Regions from separate parts of the Sus scrofa genome. Here region 1 is linked to region 2. The links are chromatin contacts, called in public HiChIP or PLAC-seq maps. All regions are on one chromosome and are shown on one strand. The core of a region is the stretch at or near the end of the contact, and the rest is flanking DNA. Distances in the headings are between cores, read along the strand shown.

Region 1 (3,519 bases), core at 388-2,887, 180 kb before region 2:
GACTATTTCAGAGATTTAAGAAGGAAAGAAAATCCTGAAAAAGAATTCAAGAAAAATAGAAAGGAGAATGCTTCAAAGTAATCCCAGTCCACCTCATTTTCTCCCAAGGCTAATTAGCACTTTAATAATTTTTGCTAACTATACGGCACTTACTCCATACCTTTTGCTAATTAGCATTTAAATAGGTGATGACAGCAACTATATTAAAACTAGAAAGGCTTTCTAGAAATCAAAGTCAGAATGTACCATTTAGAAGGTACTCATTATTATACTCATTACAGGGTTTGCTTTCGATCTGCTTGTTACAACTGCGTCTGGAAAACAGGCAACTCCATTTCGTGATACACTGTAACTAGTACTTAGTTATGCTAATAACTGAATTCTGTAAAACAGTAGATAACCCAAACATCGTCCCAAATATATTTCAGAGATATTTTTGGTTCTTTTATTTGGATCCGGATATCTTTGATTCTTCAACCTCAAGTAAAAGTCACAACCGAAAAAACCGAAGATGTGAATGTCGAGTAATTCCCTATTTTTAATAGGCAATGCGGAGCATTCTTACTCTCTCCCTTCTCTTAGATCAGCAGCTGTCTCCGCAGCTCCAGTAGACTGAGAAAAGGAAAAGGAGGGGGCGTAAAGGAAAGGAAATTGTCTCTGTGGCTTGGTCGTGGGGGTGGGGGTGGGGGTGGTTTAATATCAAAATTAAAGCTTTCCTCTTCAGTTTTAAAGTTCGTCCCCATATTAATGATCTGACATTAAGGATTGTGCAGCCGCGCTTGAGTCTGTCCATCTGTAATTTATAAAAGGAAACGAACAAGGAAGGGATAGAGGCAGCAAAGGGAAGCAGGGCGAGAGCGAGATGTAGGCGCGTGGGGACGGGAAGGGAGAGGCGGATTTGGCAGTCCAAGTGGGGACGAGAGGAACAGGAATGGAAAGTGTGGCCTGGCTGCCCCGCCCTGCGGTGGGGAAGGTGGAGCCCAAGACGTCTCACTCCCCCTCCTCCATTCTGAGGCTTTTCCTTGGAGGTGGGGGCTGCCCGGCATCTAGAAAGAAAGGGTCGGTCGACTTCAAAGGAAAGGTGGTCTCCTGAGGAAGAGCTCAGAGACCTCTCTCCTGGGGCAAACGGGCAGGCAGGGGTGGCAGGGACAAGCACTGGCCCCAAGGCGACGGCTTTGCGGGCGCTGGGGACGTAAAGACCACCAGCAGGTCCCACGAATCTAGACGCCCCAAATTAGGGCTGTCGGTGCAGTGGAGGATGCCGCACTCGCCCCGCCCCCACGGAGGCACGCTCTATCCCCGTGCGACCCTAGGCAGGCCTCGTCTGGTCGCTCCTCCCCACACCCCCGACTCCCGACCCTTTAGTCCGGACCCCCTTCTCGCCAACTCGGGCGACGATCCGCAAAAAAAAATGGCGGCCTAGCCTCGGCGCCTAGTCTCCCGAGTCCCGGGGATTGGCGAGGGAGGTAGTGGCCAGCGTCCGGGACCCGCGACCCACGGGCCTAGCCGGGGGCGGGGCGGGGGCGGCCGAGGCCAGGAGCAGGCGGGAGCTGCGGGCCGGCCGGGCGCGCGCTGGGGCTGGAGCTGGGGCGGGGGCGGGGCGGGGTATCCGGGCGCGCTCCCGGCGCGGCGCGGGCGCGGGCGGAGCGGCGGTGGTTGGACACGGCGGCCCAGAGCCCTCTCGCGGCCGCGGCGGCAGCAGCGCCAACGCCAAGCAGCACCCCGGCCGCTGCCGCCGCCTCGCGCTCCCGCCGCCCGGCCAGACATGAGTGAGGCGGATCGGGTGCCCTCGCCTGCCGCGCCGCCGGCGGTGGTGGCGGCCGCGCCCGAGGAGAAGAAAGGGAAGGAGCCGGAGCGCGAGAAGCTGCCACCCATCGTGTCGGCGGGCGCCGGTGCGGCTGCGGTAGGTGCCGGGCGGGGGCCGCGGGGCGCCCCGACGGCGGGTCGGGAGGGGGTCGAGGGGCGCCCTGGGACCCGCGTCTCCTCCTGGTACCCCCGGACCCATGCGGGGAAAAACGCCCTGGCTGCCCTTCCTCTGGCCGAAATCAGAGTTGTGCCTCCTGGGCAGCCGCGATCACTTCGCGAGCAGCACCTTCCACCCTCGGGAAATGCCGGGGTAGCGGGGTCTCCTGGCTGCTTTCGGTTATTTTTTGGTTGGGGGTGGGGGCACTCTCTCTTAGGAAATGACCAGCACCTTGGAGCCAGCATCATCTGTTGGATGAGGATAAGGTGTCAGACAGGCGAGAGTAGATTTTCCACTGAGCTGCCTGCCTGCAAGCATTGTGGAAGCGAATATTTCCCCCTTTGGTTCGCTTTTCCTTCCCTTCCCCCTTCGGATTGAACCCGCTTTGCGGCGAGTTTCCACTTAATTGTGACCTTTCCTTTACAGTCAGGGTAGTGGGGGGTGGATGCCTCGATGATGGTTTTATTTTTTCATATGGTACAGACATGTGACATAAGGTGGGGAGGCTTTTTTAACCTTTCTTTAGACTCAAGTGATCTAAGCTTCAAGGCGATGATTTCCCAGCAGGATTTTCTTAAGGATTATTTGGGGAGCGCTCTCTGGCTTGAAACTGCATATTGCCAGATGATGTAATGGGCCAGCCCCCCTTCCCTATTTTTACTGGTGGTTATGACTGTTTACTTTGGAGCACACGCACAAAATTAACCTCTGATTTTTGAGATTTTTATTTGAGACAATATTCAAATTACTTCTTGAAACTTTCATACTTTTAAAGACCATGACTTATGCAGCCCTGTGTGACAAAATAGTAAAAGTTTAGAGAACAGGATACATTTTCTTTATTCCTGCTTGCAATTCATTTTCTTAAAACCTCCCTCTTAAGTGACTAAGAACTTATGAAAATAGCTCACTCTAATTTAAAGTATTACAGGAATAATGTTTTGATTCGGCAGGTTTTTCAAAAATGTCTAAGGACTGTGATAACTGGAAATTGTTAGAGCAAGCTTTTTATGTTAAATCAGCACAGCAGAGTGCAGACAGTAATAGAATGACAATTTTAAAAAATTACTGTGGTTGATTGGTAAATTGGAGTTGTGAGTAGGAATTACTTTGGGAAATGCTTTGAAGGAATTTGTCACCCAGCTGCTTTTAGACCCAGTTCCTGCTGTAGGAATCCTAGGCTTTCAGAGCTTATCTGGGAGGTTCTTAACTGGCAAATAGGCAGTGTTTCAGCAGATCATTTCTAAGTCAGTTTAAAACAATGCATATATGCTTATAGGAACAGTTACACGAATGGGGTTAGGTCCTCAAGTAAGCATGATCCCTGAAACTTACCTCATCGTAACTGAAAAATTGAAGACTTGGAATAAAAGCTTGGAGAGATTGATACAGTGTGGACACAGGTCTACAGATTGTTAACTCAAACCCATGGGCTTTTGAAATTCAGAGTTTTTCAGATTGTAGAAAGGTAATTCAGTATATATGTCATGTATAGCATCTACCGTGGGGTCCTGGCCAGTTCCCCATAATCAAGCATAATAATAGCTCTGTAGTGA
Region 2 (3,472 bases), core at 278-2,777:
TTAGAGAAGTCTTCTGCTAAGTTATGCCTGGAGAAGCTATTTAAATAGTTTGAGGGAGGTTTTTTCCTGTCTTTCTTTCTTTCGGGGATCCTGTTTCGTATTTTCACTTTTTGCACCTATAGAAAGACAGTTTTTGAATATGGCGATTTCTCTGAAACTTTAAGTCCTACTCAAGAGTTAAAAAAAATAATCATTTGCTCACACTCTGAGGCCGAGTTTGCTATGGCAAACCGTCATAAGAAGAGCTGAACACCCAGGAGTGCAAACATCGTCCTGCAGTTTTTCCCCAAAGCTAAACAATCCAACCAGCAGTCTCAGAGCGCTGTACCCACGAGCTAAGCTGTCCTAGTCCTTGAGGCATTTGTGCGGGACAAAAAAGATGCGGTCAGAATCCCTTACGGAATCTGAACTAAAGCTGACTCACGTTAGGACAGTTTCTGGTTTAAGATGCCATTTACCAACACCAGCTCTGCCTAAAAAGCACATGGGAAATCTCCACTCCTTGGAGTTATCCCCGGTGCCAGCAGTCAGTCTACTTGCCCTCTCCTGGGTTCTCCATTTGCAGTGATGACGGAAGGAAAACGCAGCCCAACCTCCCCCCAGCTGCGCGCTCTCTCGGAGCCCAGGCGGAGAGTCTGCAGGGAACCTACCTGGTGCAGCTCATCAGGCAGAGGGGCGGCGGCACTCCACTACCTGCGTAATTTCGCACCAGGCTCCCCGCGGTACCCACTGGGCGGCAGCTCTGGCGGATTGTGGGTGCGGCGCCCGAGAGGCCGCTTATCTGCTCCCGACCACGTGAGCCAACGGCTGGGACCAATCACCAGGCCGCGAGCTCGAGGGCGCGACCAACCAGCGTTCAGCTGGGACTCGAGCCCCGGCCCCGTGGACGTGACTGCGGTAGTGCGGGAAGCGCGGGCGCCGGGGTACCCCTGGGACAGCTGGCCCGAGCCGCGTAACGCGAACCCCGGGCGAGGGGCCGCGGAGGCAACCCCGTGGCGCACGTAGCGGGTGCAAGCCAGAAGAGAAAGCCCTAAACCCTCCCCCGGGCCGGGCGCCAGCACCGCGGGACTGCGGCGCAAAGAGATCCCTTTCGCTTCTAAAGGCTTCTGTGCACGGTAAAATCTTAGTGCAGAACGTTGTGGCTCGTTCCAAATGCATTTGTATTTGAAATTTTTATCTTGTTCATTGCTTGGTGCATCAGCTCATCTTCTCCCTCTCCTTGGCCTGAGCAGTCGGTCACATCTTGGTGTTAACGTGAACCCACAAATAGACTGCCTATCTAACCAGTGTTAATAAACCATATTAACCCTATAAGACAGTAAGGCAGCATTTAATTAAAAGACACTTTGTATTGCGACCATTTCTTCAGTTTTTCTCCCTGGAAGAGAAAACTAAAGCCAGGAATGAAATGGCTTTCTTTTTCGCTCATGCGGCCAGTCAGCCACAAAACCAGTGGTCAATCCAAATCCCTCAATTCTGTTCTGATGTCCTCTGGCAGTGATGTGAAAACCAAAATGTTAAAATATCACACTGCGAGTTTCATGACTCTCCCAAGCCAATTACCCTCTCTGAGGTTTCGTAATTTTGTTTAGTTTGGGGGGGTTTTCGACCATCAGTTACAACCATAAAATTGTATTTCTAAGTCGAGTTTAAATTATTTTTATAAAACCCCTGTCCTTTTTCTGCTCTCTTAGTTATCCAGTAGTCCTCTAAAATGTACAAAATGTACAATGTAAAATGTACAAAAATCTCTGTGTCTTTTAAATCACTCTCAAACAGTAGAATTGTTAGTGGAGTTATTAAAGAAAAGGAAACTCATGCTAAATAGCCCTGGGGAAGGTACTTAATGCTTGGGCTTGATTTTTTTTGAAAGGAAACATCCACCTCAGAGCAGATCTGCTGGCCTCTCAGCCCAACCAAAACTAACTGAAGGGACACGGTCTTTGACACTGGAGTCTAGGCAAGTTCTAGCATCAACTCCTTCACCTGTAAAATGGAGATAGTGAAGTTGTTCTGATAATTAAATGAAATTGTATGGGTGGGAAAACTCAGCATAGTGACTGGTGTGTGTTCAACCTGTGGTGGCTCTCAAGTAAGTGCCCTTGCCTTCAGTTTTAGTTTTTACTCTGCTAACATTTCCTTTAAGTACTTCTCAATGATTAGAATGGTAAAAAAAGGAAGGCACCTTAGGTATCACTGGCTTCAGAGGCTTTATTTCACAGATGAGGCATCTAAAGCTTAGAGAAGCTGAGCTGCTTGCCAGGGGCTGGTTAGGTCAGAGTCAAAACTAGGACACTGAGTTGAGGTTTTTTCTCCTCTACTCACAATCCTATGTTGAGCTAAAGAGTGGCTATTACGAATTAAAGTTATGGGGAAACATAAAGTAAGAATGTGTTGTGATCCTGGAGTTCCTGTCATGGCACAGTGGAAATGAGTCTGAGTAGGAACCATGAGGTTGTGGGTTCGATCCCTGGCCTCACTTCGTGGATTGGGGGTCCCGCATTGCCATGAGCTGTGGTGTAGGTCACAGACGCGGCTCAGATCTGGTGTTGCTGTGGCTCTGGCATAGGCAGCAGCAACAGCTCCAATTAGACCTCTAGCCTGGGAATCTCCATATGCCACCAGTACAGCCCCCTAAAGACAAAAAAACAAACAAAAAAAAAAGTATTGTGATCTTGTTTTAGTGGTAAGATGTGCACACATAGAAAATAGAATATGCTCTACCAAAACGTTAACAGTGCTTACTTTTGGATGGTGAGATTTTGAGTAAGTAAATTTTTCTTTGTTATTTTGTTTTTTGTCTTTTTAAATTTTTCTACAATGAACATGGACTTCTTCTGTAGTTGAGAAACCACTTTTAAATAACTTAAGACTTTCCAATTCCAGGAACGGTATTGGAAGCTTTCACATGCTTCCTGCCTTGACTCACAGAGACCTTTTGAGTTTGGGCTTCTTTCCATTCAAGCTGCTATCTCTTCTGCCCCCTGGTGCTGACTAATGCCATAAAAGTCACCTCTCCAAACTCAAAATAGAATTCAGGGGAACAGGGCTCTTTCCAAGAAAGGGCGAGCCTCAATAAATTGCATGATACAGACCTCTCATTTCTTCCCCACTCCCCCCCCGCAGATTTATTGAGATGTAATTGCCATATGACATTATGTAAGTTTATAATGTACAAGGAATTGATTTGGTACGCTTACATATTGCAAAATGATTACAACCACAGTGCTGGCTAAAGCCTCCATCACGTCATATAATTATCATTTCTTTTCTGTGGTGCAAACATTTAAGGTATACTCTCTCAGCAGCTTCCAAGTGTATAATACAGTATTATTAACCATGTTGCAATTAGAGCACTTGAACTTTGTACTCTTGGTACCGCATTGCCCCACTCCACCCCCAACCCCTGGTAACCGTCATTCTACTGTCTGTTTCCACGAGTTCAGCTTTCTTGGATTCCACATATAGTTGA

Evidence for each region. HiChIP or PLAC-seq counts read pairs in DNA pulled down with a chosen protein or histone mark.
Region 1: an H3K27ac HiChIP or PLAC-seq map of skeletal muscle shows a contact between it and region 2. The contact joins the promoter of HECTD2 here to the promoter of PPP1R3C in region 2. A contact is called at or near these places in 1 of 5 promoter capture datasets (liver), 18 of 47 Hi-C or Micro-C datasets (alveolar macrophages, brain, embryonic fibroblasts and 11 more) and 2 of 2 datasets of contacts at active chromatin or transcription factors (alveolar macrophages and skeletal muscle).

Annotation. Positions count from the first base shown.
Region 1 is chr14:103,094,055-103,097,573 of Sscrofa11.1, forward strand. It overlaps HECTD2 (probable E3 ubiquitin-protein ligase HECTD2), which reads left to right and starts at 1,638. Exons shown (of 21, transcript XM_003483528.4): 1 at 1,638-1,903. The coding sequence starts at 1,766.
Region 2 is chr14:103,277,230-103,280,701 of Sscrofa11.1, forward strand. It overlaps PPP1R3C (protein phosphatase 1 regulatory subunit 3C), which reads right to left and starts at 1,528. Exons shown (of 2, transcript XM_005671280.3): 1 at 651-1,528. The coding sequence starts at 664.